3 separate regions of the Sus scrofa genome follow, and all the other regions are linked to region 3. The links are chromatin contacts, called in public Hi-C and promoter capture Hi-C maps. All regions are on one chromosome and are shown on one strand. Each heading gives the region's core, a stretch centred on a gene start, on an enhancer-like site or on the middle of the called end of the contact. The rest is flanking DNA. Distances are from core to core; before and after follow the strand shown.

What was found. Promoter capture Hi-C pulls out the DNA fragments that hold promoters and counts their contacts. A called contact is a pair of places that touch in the nucleus more often than the background predicts.
Region 1: a promoter capture Hi-C map of fetal liver shows a contact between it and region 3, with 3 times the contacts expected there. The contact joins the promoter of MLX here to the promoter of GHDC in region 3. A contact is called at or near these places in 1 of 5 promoter capture datasets (fetal liver) and 1 of 2 datasets of contacts at active chromatin or transcription factors (alveolar macrophages).
Region 2: a contact with region 3 is called in a Hi-C map of mesenteric adipose tissue, with 1.7 times the contacts expected there. The contact joins the promoter of HAP1 here to the promoter of GHDC in region 3. A contact is called at or near these places in 1 of 5 promoter capture datasets (liver) and 7 of 47 Hi-C or Micro-C datasets (embryonic fibroblasts, epiblast stem cells, fetal skeletal muscle and 4 more).

Annotation. Positions count from the first base shown.
Region 1 is chr12:20,254,165-20,258,884 of Sscrofa11.1, reverse strand. MLX (max-like protein X) reads left to right here and starts at 1,342. Exons shown (of 8, transcript XM_003131386.4): 1 at 1,342-1,468; 2 at 1,857-1,893; 3 at 2,390-2,479; 4 at 2,751-2,857; 5 at 3,086-3,185; 6 at 3,361-3,460; 7 at 4,092-4,293. The coding sequence starts at 1,427. It overlaps COASY (Coenzyme A synthase), which reads left to right. Exons shown (of 10, transcript NM_213789.1): 9 at 1-40; 10 at 142-507. The coding sequence ends at 201.
Region 2 is chr12:20,937,067-20,941,410 of Sscrofa11.1, reverse strand. HAP1 (huntingtin-associated protein 1) reads right to left here and starts at 2,948. Exons shown (of 11, transcript XM_021066999.1): 1 at 1,372-2,948; 2 at 296-375. The coding sequence starts at 1,843.
Region 3 is chr12:20,578,512-20,583,191 of Sscrofa11.1, reverse strand. GHDC (GH3 domain containing) reads right to left here and starts at 2,164. Exons shown (of 10, transcript NM_001246239.1): 1 at 2,037-2,164; 2 at 1,815-1,903; 3 at 1,356-1,634; 4 at 935-1,056; 5 at 33-534. The coding sequence starts at 1,620.

The sequences.
Region 1 (4,720 bases), core at 93-2,592, 320 kb after region 3:
GCTCAGCACCTTGTGGGAGCCACATGTCACCCAGCGCCAGGTTGGTGCCCAAGGAAAGGCTGGGTTGTAGGGAAGGAGCCTCTGGTGGATGCCTCTCTGATCCTGTTCTCTTTTCTTTGGAACATTCTGGCCTGTCCAAAGGTGGAGAAAGCCTGGGCCCTCCTGCAGAAGCGCATCTCTGAGGCTCCATCAGATCCATGACTGACGGGTCAGAGGAGATCCAGGGGTGACTAGAGGAGATCCAGCAGTGAGGAGGAGTCAGGACCTTGAAGCTCACCCTAGTTTGGGCCTAGAAGGCTCTCAGCTAAGCTGGGTGGGGCAGAAATGGGCCTGCTCGACTGAAGAAGCCTAACCAGCTTGCTGGTGTTTGGCCAACACTGAGAGTGCGGCTCATGGGGGGAGCTGGTCCTCGGCACTGCATTCCCACGCTTGCCCAAAGGTCTGGGTACCCATGGCACGCCAGGGCCAAGGCCAACACTGGGACTTGTAACAGAATTAAAGGTGAATGTTACCAGGTGCTGTGAGGTGTCTGCTTCCTGCTCCAGTGCCTCTGGGTAGCTTTGTGACCCTTGAGCCCCACGCCTGAGCTGGAACCGGGAGTACGGTGGTTAAGAGCAGCCAGTCTGAGGCCAGCTCTGGCACTTTCTCTGACTGGCTGTGTACTTTCGGATGAGTTCTGGACTTTCTAGGTACCTCAGTTTCCAGATCTTACAAAGTAGCATAACCTGGCTAATAGGCTCTTTGAAAGAGCCAGACTGGGTGTTGGAGAAGCTTCCTTCAACAAGCCACACGGGGAGTTCCTTTCCTGGAGCAGCTGAAACGAATCCAACTAGGAACCATGAGGTTTCGGGTTCTATCCCTGGCCAATGCGTTGCTGTGACTGGTAGTGTAGGTCGCAGATGCGGCCCAGATCCCGCGTGGCTGTGGTGTAGGCCGGCAGCTGTAGCTCCTATTAGGCCCCTCCACAGAGAACCTCCTTACGCCGCCGGTGCGGCCCTAAAAAAAAAGGAAAAACAAAAAAAACCAAGCCAGGCAGGGCCCTCTCCAGAGCGCTGGCCGTCGGGGACTGCCGGCTGGGCCGGGCAGTGCGCACGCACGCAACTATCTGCGACACTACGGCAAGACGTCTAAGGGACCTCGTATCACCGAGTGTGCTTCACGTCGCGGCGGCTAGGACGCTAGCCTGAGGGAGGGCAGGGAGCGCGGCCCCAAGGAGCCGGGGTCGGACCCCGGCGCCAGCCTGGGGCCCATCCCTGCGCAGCCCGGGGGGGAGGGGTTGGTTCCCGGCCGCGCACGCGCGGTGACCCCGCCCGGCCCTCGCCTCCGGGCCGCGGGTTGGCCGACTAGAGTCACGCGGTGCGCCTCGCCTCTTCCTCGCGGCCGGGGGCCCGCCCCGCGGGCAGGTTTCCGGTTCGGTGGGTCGGAGATGACGGAGCCGGGCGCCTCTCCCGAGGACCCCTGGGTCAAGGCAAGCCCCGCGGGCGCGCACGCCGGCGAGGGGAGGGCGGGGCGGGCTCGGGCACGTAGGGGGTCCGGAAGACGAGGGGACTCCCTGCAGTCCCTAGCGCTCCCCCCGCTCTCCGGGCCCCGGGGCTGCAGAGAAGACAGCTCGCACCCCGCGTGTGCCAAGGTGGGAAGACTCCTGAGGCGTGTGCGCGCGGGTGTGAGGGCACGGGGCTGGAGGGCTGGGGGCGTGGAGTGAGCAGACGGCGTCCTGCCGAGGGGTGGTGCTCCCGCGGCCTAGCCGCTCTTGGCTCTGGGGGAACCCTGCAGCTGCCCGCGCACCCCAGGTGTGTGCGGGCGTGTACACAGACGCAGGGGCAGAAGTCCGACGGGTTTCTCCCTTGCTGCCGCAGGTGGAGTATGCCTACAGCGACAACAGCCTGGACCCCGGTGAGTGCCTCCCCCCCCCCGCCCCCGTCTTCGGCTCTGAGGACACTCCCCCTTCAGCCCTATAGATTCTCGTGGCCTTACCAGCCACACCTGAGCGCAGTCCACTGTCCCTGAGCTGGGTCTGTGCAGTGAGGGAGGAGCTGGAGGACGGGGGCAGGAAGCATCCGAGGGTGACACCTCGTTCCCTCAGCCCTGGAGCAGGGAGGTGATGGAAGTAGTGACAGCTGGTCACTCACCATCATCACGCCCCGATGCCACTTGGGGAGCCAGGAGGTATCATTGCAGGCCTGTGGAGCAGTGTAGACACTAGGAATGGGAGCATCGCAGCAGGGCACTTCAGGAAGTGGATGGCCCGGTATGGCTGGCCTTGGGGTTGAAGGGGAGAGGTCAGCGTTTAAAGCCTAGGAAGCCATTGTGCCCACCGGGTGTCTGAGGGCCTGGCAATGCCCCTCCTCTCCACCCTACTCCTTAGTGATCGGGGCCTCTCTTTTTCCAGGGATTTTTGTAGAAAGCACTCGCAAGGGAAGTGTAGTGTCCAGAGCTAATAGCATCGGTTCCACCAGTGCCTCTTCTGTCCCCAACACAGGTAGGCAGCAACATCCCCACCGTGGAGAACCAGCTGCGCCTCGTTTGAGTATCTTTCCTAGATAGGGCAGCTCCAGCCATCCACATGGGGGCGCTGGAGCCCTAGCGGTAGGGGCCGAGTCTCACCGTCTTTCCCCTCATCTAGGATATCGGGTTCTTCTATTCCTCTTCCTTCTCTGGGCACCAGGTTCTTCCCAGCTGGGAAAAAGTGGGCTAACTGAGCTCCACTAGGCCCCAGAATGACCTCTTCCTGCCCCCAACTCTGAGTGTAGATGACGAGGACAGCGATTACCACCAGGAATCCTACAAGGAGTCCTACAAGGACCGGCGGCGGCGCGCGCACACTCAGGCCGAGCAGAAGAGGAGGGATGCCATCAAGGTGATGGGGGAGGCCTGTGCTCTTCAGATCCACTCTGCCCGGACCCCGACAGGCAGTCCCAGGCAGGCTTCCGGGCCCCTAGACCGGGCCTTGGACACAAACTTCTCTCTCCTCCCCTCCCCTTTGAGTGCGTGAACGTGGAACTTGGCATCGAGGAAGAAAAGCTTTGTGCCCATTTGCCTTAACCCCTCAGTGAAGGAACCCCCGTTTCCCCTGCTCTCCCCACAGAGAGGCTATGACGACCTACAGACCATCGTCCCCACCTGCCAGCAGCAGGACTTCTCCATTGGCTCCCAGAAGCTCAGCAAGGCCATCGTTCTGCAGAAGAGTATGACTGGGGAGCACAGGAGGCCTTGGGGTCGAGGGGGCTGTGAGCGGCCTGGCTTTGGGGGGGCGGTTGTAATGAGAGGAGCAGGGTCTGGGGGGAGGGGAAACAGAGTCAGCCTTGTCCTTCTGGTTGCGGCTTCCTCTGTACCCACCTCCTCGTCCCACCTCCTCCCCAGCCATTGACTACATCCAGTTTTTGCACAAAGAGAAGAAAAAGCAGGAGGAGGAGGTGTCCACGTTGCGCAAGGACGTCATGGCCCTAAAGATCATGAAAGTGTAAGGGGCGCGTGCCCTGGAGGTGGGGGGGGGACCAGGGCCTCTGAAAGGACTCTGAGGCCGACCTCAGTTCAGAAGCCGCCTCAGATAATATGCTCACTCCCGGAGTTCCCGTCATGGCTCAGTGGTTAACGAATCCAACTAGGAACCATGAGGTTTCGGGTACGATCCCTGGCCTTGCTCAGTGGGTTAAGGATCCAGCGTTGCTGTGAGCTGTGGTGTAGGTCAAAGACACGGCTCGGATCCCACGTTGCTGTGGCTCTGGTGTAGGCTGGCAGCTACAGCTCCGATTCGACCCTTAGCCTGGGAACCTCTGTGTGCCGCGGGAGCGGCCCTAGAAAAGGCAAAAAGACCCCCCAAAAAAAATACTCTCGCAGGTGGCCACTTGGAGGCAGGACTCTACCCCACGGTGTAGCAGATACTCTGGAAATGCCCCGGGATTAACGGGCAGGCGGGGGCAGGTGGGAGAGGGTGGTCACCACTTCTGACCTGGAAGCAGCCTCTTGCTACTTGGATTGTATCCCCAAGCTCCGTGGGAGTCCCTTCCCGGGGAGGGCGCGGGATGACGCCGTCCCTCTGCCTGGGCCGGGGAGCTGCGGCCGCCGCTCAGCCCTGGCCTGCTCCCTTTCAGGAACTATGAGCAGATAGTGAAGGCACACCAGGACAACCCCCATGAGGGGGAGGACCAGGTCTCTGACCAGGTCAAGTTCAACGTGTTTCAAGGCATCATGGACTCCCTCTTCCAGTCCTTCAACGCCTCCATCTCTGTGGCCAGCTTCCAGGAGCTGTCGGCGTGCGTCTTCAGCTGGATTGAGGAGCACTGTAAGCCTCAGGTAGGGGCCGCGGTGGTCACGGCCTTCGGGGCTCTTCCCTCAGGCAGAGTGACCCAAGCCCTTGTTGTTGAGCAAGGCGAGGCAGCAGCTTTTCCGTTTCTTGAGGGTGTGGCTACCGCCTTCAGGGTTCTTGTTTCCGCCTTCCTTTACAGCCCAGATTTTCCCGTTAAGGTTTCATTTGACGAGAAGGGCCTGAGCCCTCACTCAGGCAAAGCCTACTGCTTGGCCTTTGTCTAGCCTGGGTGGCAGGTAAGCCTTGATCACTGGCGGCAAACTGACTGGGGATATTTACCCTCGGCCACTAAAGCGGTTTTCCTCGGGGTTTCTAATTGTAATGGAGGGCATGTTAATGGTTGTACCGAATCTGCTGCTCTTGAGGCCTGGTTGCTTTTTCTCAGGCTTGACCTATATCTCAGATTCTCACTTT
Region 2 (4,344 bases), core at 1,699-4,198, 360 kb before region 3:
CTAGGCAACTAGGGGAAACCCTCTCTGGCCCCTGGTTCTCCAGGGTACTGGACCAGAGCCTGCGATGAACCCGCTGTAGGACCTGATTCAGTTTCCCTCGTGGGAAAAGATGGTCCCAAGCGCTCTTCCAGCCTGGACATCTCACATCTCCCTGTCTTGCCTAAGTGGGACCCCCAGCTTGGCCCTCAGGGAGGTATGGAAGCAGACAGACTCCTCCCTACCCGCCAAGATGGGATTAAAACAGGAGCCTGGGTAAGGCTCTGCCCTGGTCCCGGGTTGAGAAGGGAGCACACACCTCCTCTAGCAAATTCATCATCACTTTGACATCTTCTTGGGTGATCTTCTTGACTGGCAGGGGCTGGTCGGGACACAGTGCTGCAAGAGAAACGGGTCAGAAAACAGGGGGCATACGCCACCCCACAGTACTGTCTCCTGCCCTCAACAGCAAAGATCAGCAATGAGGGAGAAGACCCCTTTCTGCCCCCAATATCCTCTCCACGCCCCCAGTACTCAATACTCCCTTCCCTGCTTCCAGGGCCTTTTTTTTTTTTTTTTTTTTTTCTCGTGGAAGAGGCTGGATGAGGTAGGGAGATTACAGTTCTACAGTCCCTGGAACCTAGGAGAATGGAGGCAGCTAGCGGAAGTACAGCGCCTACTGACTCATCACCCCTAACCCAGAAGGCAGCCCTAGCCAGCTCACTGGAGCCTCATGGGTCATCAAAAACTGGCACAGTCACCCATCCGCACTTGTTGCGTGTAGTGAGGAGGAGACTTCTCCAGCACTGGAGTGGGGGACACCTGAGCCTCTAGACCCAACCCAGAGATCTCCAGCGACCCAAGAGAGGGTGGGAGGGCAGAGGAGAGGCAGCATCTGTCTGAGGCTCCGCCCACCTCTCGACCCCTACGATTGGTCGAGGTGGAAGCGCGATCTTGACCCCGGCAGCCAAGAGGTTGGCAAATACCCCCTCTGCCCACCCACCTCCCGTTCGCTGGCGCGGCAGACAAGCGCAGGCTCAGGGCGCACCGGGCAGCGCCCTCCCGCAGCCCCCCGCCCCTCTCCTGGCACTGCGGTAGCCCGGGAAGGGGGCCACTGAGAGTGCGCAGAACTACCACAGCAACAGGCGCGAAGAGGTGGGAGGGGAGCGTTCGAGTCCCGGGACCCAACCCACAGACAGGAAATCAGGGAACGAGAGAAGGGGAGAGGAGAAGAGGAAGAGGCGACCGGAGAGGCACCGCAGAATGTGACATCTCCAGGGTGGCTGGAGAGGTGGGACTGAGCACCAGAGGGGATGGGGCGCCTGGACCGGAAGAGGCCCCCCTCCTCCCTGCTGCTGTCCCACCCGCTCTGAGGACCCGGGGACCCTAGTTTACCTTCCTCTAACTCTCGAATAAAGGCGGTGCGCTCGGGGCCAGACACCTCAGGCCGCCGGCTGATGCAGGCAGCTGGCGTCTTCCAGATGCCCGCCGCCTTTCCAGTCCCCAAGCCACTGGCTTGGGAACCAAAAGGTCCTCGGAATATAAAGCGAGTCCACGGCACGTCCGAGTTGTCGAGCACGGACTGTGCATTCCCCTGGTCGACGGAGAATGCAGACGTGCGCTGGGCTCCTGCCTTGGATCCAGACTCGGAGGCCCGGCGAGCGCCTTCCGGGGGTCCTGAGACGCAACTGGATCCGTATCCTGCTCCCTGTCCAGCCTCGGGTGCCTGCGCAGGGACGGGTTCAGGCTCGGTGGAAGGCTGTGGAGCGGGATTGGCTGCGGACGGAGGAGCAGGGGTGACTGCTCCGGGATCCCCGGGTCCCGGCCCGTGCCCGGCGCATCCCTGCCCCAACTCTTTCGGGCGCATCTTGTGTCCGCAGTCGGCTGCCTGTCGCAGCCCGGCCTTTATAACCTGTGCCTAGCTGTGCGCCCGCCGGGCGGTACCACGCGTGGGGGGGTGGCCTAGGAGCAACTGGTGGTGCCCGAGACGAGGGGAGGCTCGGGGGAGAGAGCCAATGGGGGCGGAAAGAGAGCGCAAAAGTAAGAGAAAGGCGAAGAGAAGAAGCGAGTAAACGTTTCAGCTGGTTCCACGGGCTTGGGCTCCCAAGGCAGGCTATTCTCCCCTCTCCACCTCTTAAGAATGGTTTTGCCCAAAGCGGCCGCTTCCCCGGGATTTGGGTCCAGGGACTCTGAGGTCCCTAAGTGGGGGTACCCCCTCCCTCCGCTCTAGCCCGAGGCTTTTCGGCTACCTTCCCTGGATCTGACCTGTGAGTTGGGGCTGTATCGTGTCTTTCCTCGTTGGCTGGGAGATAAATCCAAACGCCAGGACGGTCTCCACGCGCTGCCCAGACTGGCGCGTCACACACGGATCCTGGACTTCATACCCCCAGCGCTCCAGCCGCTCGCTCGGCAGCCCTCTTTCTTATTTCTTGGTTCGTCTTATGGCCTTTCCTCATGCTTCACCTCTGCTTTCATTCGCTCTGCCCGACTCCTTCCACGCGGGCAAACTCCTGTTCTTCCGGAAGACCCCGCTTAGGTGTCTCCGCGTAAAGACTCCTCGGATCCCGCCCTCCTTCACGCCAGAGCATCCTTTACGCGATGGCAACTGTGGTCAGACCGTGTCTGCCTCCACGATCAGAGCTACTCCCCTTCAGCACGGGAAGCAGGTCCCTCAGAGCACAGCACAGGTCCTGGTACCTATGAGGGTCGCCGTAAGTAGGTCCTGAATGAACTGTAGGGCAGCAGAGGGGTCCAGGGGCCATTTCTGTGCCTTTGGACCAGAGGAACCCACAAAACCAAAAAGAGATGGCTGCTGCACTGATTCTTTTAAAGCCTTGGCATCATTCTTGGGGTCCCAGTTTTCCTCCTCTTGAATACTGTCAATCTCCAAATCCTGCTTGATTTACCTCCTAAATATTTCTAAATGTCTGCCTCCTTGTCAGCCCTTCTGCTGTGGAGGTCTCATTCTCTCTTCTAGATTGTTGTGATTCTCCCATTCCCCCATGCCATCCCCACCCCCAGAAATCCATCTCTAGCCCATCTCTCCCATTCATACTCCATTCCAGGTCACCCTTGTCTTTTTCCGCAGCAACGCCAGATCTGAGCCATGTCTGCAACCTACACCACAGCTCACGGCAACACTGGATCCTTAACCCACTGAGCGAGGCCAGGGATCGAACCCACAACCTCATGGTTCCTAGTCGGATTCGTTAACCACTGAGCCACGATGGGATCTCCATATATGTATTTTTTACATCTTCTTTATCCATTCATCTGTTGATGGGCACTTTGCTTCCATATCTTGGCTAATGTAAATAACACTGCTGTGAACATTAAGACTACATAAAGCATGCATGTTTTCTATGGTTTATTTGTCAGCAAAATAGTTTTCGTTGAAGTATAGTTGATTTACAATATTGTATTCAATTCTGGTGTACAGAAAACTGATCCAGTTGCCCATATATATTATTTTTCATATTCTTTTTTTTATAGGTTAATACAAAGTATTGGATATAGGTTCCTGTACTATACAGAAGGACCTTGCGGTTTATCTATTTTATTTTATTTTATTTTATTTTATTTTATTTTTTGTCTTTTTGCCATTTCTTGGGCTGCTCCCAAGGCATATGGAGGTTCCCAGGCTAGGGATCCAATCGGAGCTGTAGCCACCGGCCTACGCCAGAGCCACAGCAACGCGGGATCCGAGCCGCGTCTGCAACCTACACCACAGCTCACGGCAACGCTGGATCCTTAACCCACTGAGCAAGGCCAGGGACTGAACCCGCAACCTCACAGTTCCTCGCCACGACGGGAACTCCTGTTTATCTACTTTATATCTAGCAGTTTGCATCTGTTAATTTATATCTTCCCCACACTTTCCCCTTTGTTAATGATGTTTGTTTTCTGTGTCTGTGAGTCTGTTTCTGTTTTGTAAATAAGTCCATTTGTGTCATATTTTAGATTCAACATATAAGTGATATCATATGGTATTTGTCTTTCTCTGTCAGCGAAAATTCTTTTTTTTTTTTCTTTTTATGGGTGCACCTGCAGCCAATAGAAGTTCCCATGTGAGAGATGGAATCAGAGCTGCAGCTGGGGCTAAACCACAGCCATGGCAATACTGGATCCGAGGCACATCTGCAATCTATGTCCAAGCTTGCAGCAACACTGGATCCTTAACCCACTGAGCGAGGCCAAGGATTGAACCCACATCCTCACCGAGACTACATTGTGTCCTTAACCCACTGAGCCACGATGGGAACTCCAGCAAAAAGTCTTAAGGAGACAAAACCCAACCCCAAGGCTTCCTGTGGATAGTGAGGTTGGAGAACATCAGGAGGTGACAGGGCATCAGCATGGCCCAGACAT
Region 3 (4,680 bases), core at 915-3,414:
CCCTCACCTCACTACCCTTGAGTCTTGCTGACCTCCGGAGGCAGCGTAAGCAGGTGAGAAGAAGGCCAACCCTTGGCACCACAAGGCCCCCAGGGCAGTGACGGCCTCGGCCTGGCCTCCTGCATCCAGAGTCACCACCACCTGCAGTTTGGGCCAGAGCCGAAGGGCCAGCCCTCGGGGTCCCTGCTCCAGGGCCTCCCGCAGCTCAGCTGCCCGTCCAGGGAGAGGCGCTCCTGGGTTCCCAGCAGCTATCGCCTCAGCCAGCTCTTCGCCATTGGCCTCCAGGCCCACGAAGACGTCTAGTAGCTCGACCGCTGTCCCGGCTTCCAGGGCCCGCAGCCCTGGGGACCTCAGTGCCTCCAGCAGCAAAGCCCCAGGGTCCTTGGCTCTGGTAGGGCCCACCTGGCCCAGGGCATGCCAAGGCCAGGGGAGGGGGTAGGGCCAAGGGGAGGAAGGGGTCACACGGGCTGTGCCTCCCGGAGCCAGCACTTCTGGATAGGCCTTGTTTAGCGCTACCAGACCCAGCAAGGTGGCCTGGAGAGAGACAAGAGACAGCATTGGCCTTGGACCTGAACCAGACCCTGAGCCCCCACTTCGGTGGATTTTTTTTTTTTCCCTTTTCTTTTTAGGGCCACACCCACGGCATATGGAGATTCTCAGGCTAGGGGTCAAATGGAAGCTAGAGCCCTGGCCTATTCCACAGCCACAGCAATGCCCGATCCAAACTGCATCTGTTCATGGCAACGCTGGATCCTTAACCCACTGAGCTAGGCCAGGGATTGAACCTGAATCCTCATGGATACTGGTCAGGTTCTTAACGCGCTGAGTTAAGTGGGAATTCTGGGTTTGGGTCCCCCCCCCCATCCTGATGGGAGGGTTTGGCTGCAATTAGGGGGGTCTCTGGTGGGGTCGGGCTCCAGCCTTCCCAGTTTACCTGCAGAGAGGCCTCCCCACAGTACTGGTTTGAGGTAGGGGGCAAGACCTGCCCCCTACCCTCTTCCTCCTGGACCTGGCTGGCCTTGGTCAGTGGAAGATGATTCCGGAAGGTGCTTATATCTGTAGCCCCAAAGACATCACAAAATCTTTATGAAGCCACAGAGTTCCCAAGAGTTTCAGGCCAAGACGGGTGACATCCTTGAGGAAGGAACCCGGAATAGGCCTGGGGGATGAGGGGCTACCAGGACCCAGGATGGGAAAATTCTCTTGACCATTCCTTAGCCTGGGTCAGATCTCTGGGTCAGGCCCCTCTGTGTTGGCAGAAGAAGCGGGGAGGGAGGTTTTCAGGTTTTGGAATCTGACTGTCCTATGGGGTTTCTTTCTCTTTGGGCCACCTCCCCACGCCTTGGGAAACACACCTGTGCTCCCCCTGAGGGGACAGCAGGGACCCTGGGCCCGCTGCAGACACCATCTCAGGGCCTGCTGCTGACTCTGGCCTGCGTGCAGCGTGCTCTGCTCCAGCCTCTTCTGCTGCCAGGCAGCTGCCCAGCACAGGACCCTCCATGCTACACGGTGCTGGAGGCAGACAAGCCAGGACAGCCTGGCATCCTGGGAGTGCCACCACCAGAGCATCACCAGTGGAGGCAGTAGCAGCAACAGCAGGAACAGCAGCAGCAGCAGCATCTCTAAGCCGCTCCCTAGGAGGAGGAAGGCCTCCGCATCGAGGGATTGTGAGGAGGAGGCGGGGACCATCCGTTTCCTCCCCCGCCCCTCCCCCTGGGGGGAATCAGTTAAAATGGAGGTTCGAGAAGCCAGGACCCCTGTCAGGCAGGTGAGACGCAGAGGAGAGAACATCAGGGCTCTGGGGCCACACTGACCTGAATCGGGATCCTGGCTCTGCCCCTGGTTAGCTGGCTGGCCCTGGGGATCTCAGCTCGCCGCTCTGAGCTCCGTCCCCTTCCCCTGTCTGTAAGATGGGAGTAATAACACCCTTCAGAAGGTGCAGGGAAGGCATGGCACGGTGCCTGGCACACAGCGGTTGCCTAACCGATGACACGCCTGGTCCATTCCCGAGTGGCTCTGCTTTGTCCAGGACCTACCCTCTCCCAGCATCGTGTCTCCCCCTGAGCCCCGAGCAGTGATTCCATGTCCCACATGCACCTGTCACAGCCCAAATGTGCCTCCGCCAGGCACCCAGGGTCCCCGCAGTGCTCCGTACAGCCTCAGTGCACAGCGGGCCAGAAAGCTGGGGCCACGACTTTAAAGGGCTGGGCCTGGACCGGGAAATCCGGCTGCTGGGCCTGAGGGAGGTGCTGGGAAGGGGGGGAGCTCTTAAAGGGGCAGGTCACCTAAGGACTGCCGGGCTGGGAGCTGGCCCAAGCTGGCAGGTGGAGGGAGGTTAGGGCCAGAGTAGCATGTGAAGGAAGAGGAAGCTGAGTGTGAAAAGACTGCCTCCAATCAGCTTGAGTGGGGAGTGGGGTGCACCCTATCCTGAAGTAGGTTCAAATTTGCTTCATTTTTTTTTTTTTTTTTTTTTGGTCTTTTTAGGGCCGCACTCGTGGCACATGGAGGTTCCCAGGCTAGGGGTCGAATTGGAGCTACAGCTGCTGGCCACAGCCATAGCCACAGCAATGCCAGATCCAAGCCGCATCTGCAACCTACACCACAGCTCACAGCAACACCGGATCCTTAACCCACTGAGCGAGGGCAGGGCTTGAATCTGTGTCCTCATGGATGCTAGTCAGATTCACTTCTGCTGAACCATGACGGGAACTTTCCAAATTTTTTTTTTAATAAACAGACTTTTATTGAGGTATCTCAGCTCCTTTTTTTTTTTTTTTTAAATCAGATTAGTCAGTTTGTAAAGAGGTTAACAATTCCTGTTCATCATAAGCTTCATTGACAAAAGTCTCACTATTCATTAGATTTGAGAACTGTTAAGAAACAGAATTTTTGGAATTCCTACTGTAGCACAATGGGACACAAGTTTGATCGCTGGCCCAACACAGTGGGTTAAAGATTGGGTGTATGCGACAACTGTGGCTTGGATCTGATCCCTGGGCCAGGAATTCCACATGCTGTGGGGCAGCCAAAACAAATGAACAAACTAACAAACAAACAAAACCCAGAATTTTCTCCAATCCAGAATTGCTCTCCAAAAAGGTGGTAGAGAAAGAAAATGCTTTCGTTATTGAATAAGCATTAAATTGGAGTGAGATGCGTCGCAGGCAATCAGCTGAAACTGCAAAGACCAAAAAAACCTCGCTCCCCTTTAAAGCCAGAGCCGGGCAGACGCCACCTGCTAACAGGTGTTCTCAAAATAACTAACTTTACCTGGTAATTGGGGCCACCACCTGGGTTAGCTTATTGGTTTTATCACAATAAACACAAACTTCTCCTATCGTTATGGCAGGAGGCAGTCCCACGGTTAAGTCCTCTCTCCTCCTGTGCCCTTGACCCAGGCTCTCAGACGCTAAAAGCCCTCTGTCTTGCAAACTCTCTTATTTTCACAGCTGAGCTCCTTTGCACAGGTCTGCTCTATCTGGCTACCCCACCTTGCTTTCACTCCTTTTTAGTTCTTATTTAGGCCTTGCACTTGATTTTAAAAAAAATAACAGCCTTATTAGATATAATTTACACATTTACATATACGAATCACCCATTTAAAGGGTCTAGTTCAGGAGTTCCCGCTGTGGTGCAACAGGATTGGCGGCATCTCTGCAGCGCTGGGATGCAGGTTTGAAGCCCGACCTGGCACATCAGGTTAAGAATTTGTCTTTGCCGCAGCTGCACAACCGTGGTTGGGATCTGATCCCTGGCCCGGGAATACCATATGCCGCAGGGCAGCAAAAAAAAAAAAAAAAAAAAAAAAAAAAAAAAAAAAGTGTACAATTCAATGGTTTCTAGCGTATTCATAGGTATGTTCAATACCATCAATTTTGTAACATTTTCATCACCCCCAAAATGACCCCAGGCCTTTGAGCTAACAAACCCAATCCCTCTCCACCCCTGGTGCTAAGCAGCCTCAAATCTATAGTCTCTTTTTATAGATTTGCCTATTCTGGACATTTCATGTAAATGGAATCAGAGAACACAGAGGTTTTTTTTTTTTTTTTTTTTTTTGCCTTTTTAGGGCCACATCCATAGCATATGGAGGTACCCAAGCTAAGGGGTAGAATCAGAGCCATAGCCGCCACATCTGAGCCACATCTGCAACCTACGCCACAACTCACGGCAATGCCGGATCCTTAACCCACTGACAGGCCAGGGATGGATACTGGTCAGTTACAAGGATAACTCCATACATGAGTTACCATTTTAACCATATTTATGCATCCACTTCGGTGGCATTAAGTACATTCACACTGTTGTACAGACATCACCATTGTCTAGCACCAACCCTTTTTCATCTTCCCAAACTGAAACTATGCTCATGAAACAATAATTCCCCATTCCTGCTTCCCCCAGCCTCTGGTATCCACTATCCTATTTTCTGTCTTTATGAATTTAATGATTGTAGGTGCCTAATATAAGGGGAATCATACAATACTTTCTATTTCCCTTAACACAATGTCTTCACGATTCATCCATATTGTAGCATGTGTCAAAATTCCCTTCCTTTTTTTTTTTTTTTTTTTTTTGGTCTTTTTAGGGTCACACCTGTGACATGTGGAGGTTCCCAGACTAGGGGTCAAATGGGAGCTGCAGCTGTCGGCCTACACCACAGCTCACGGCAATACCGGA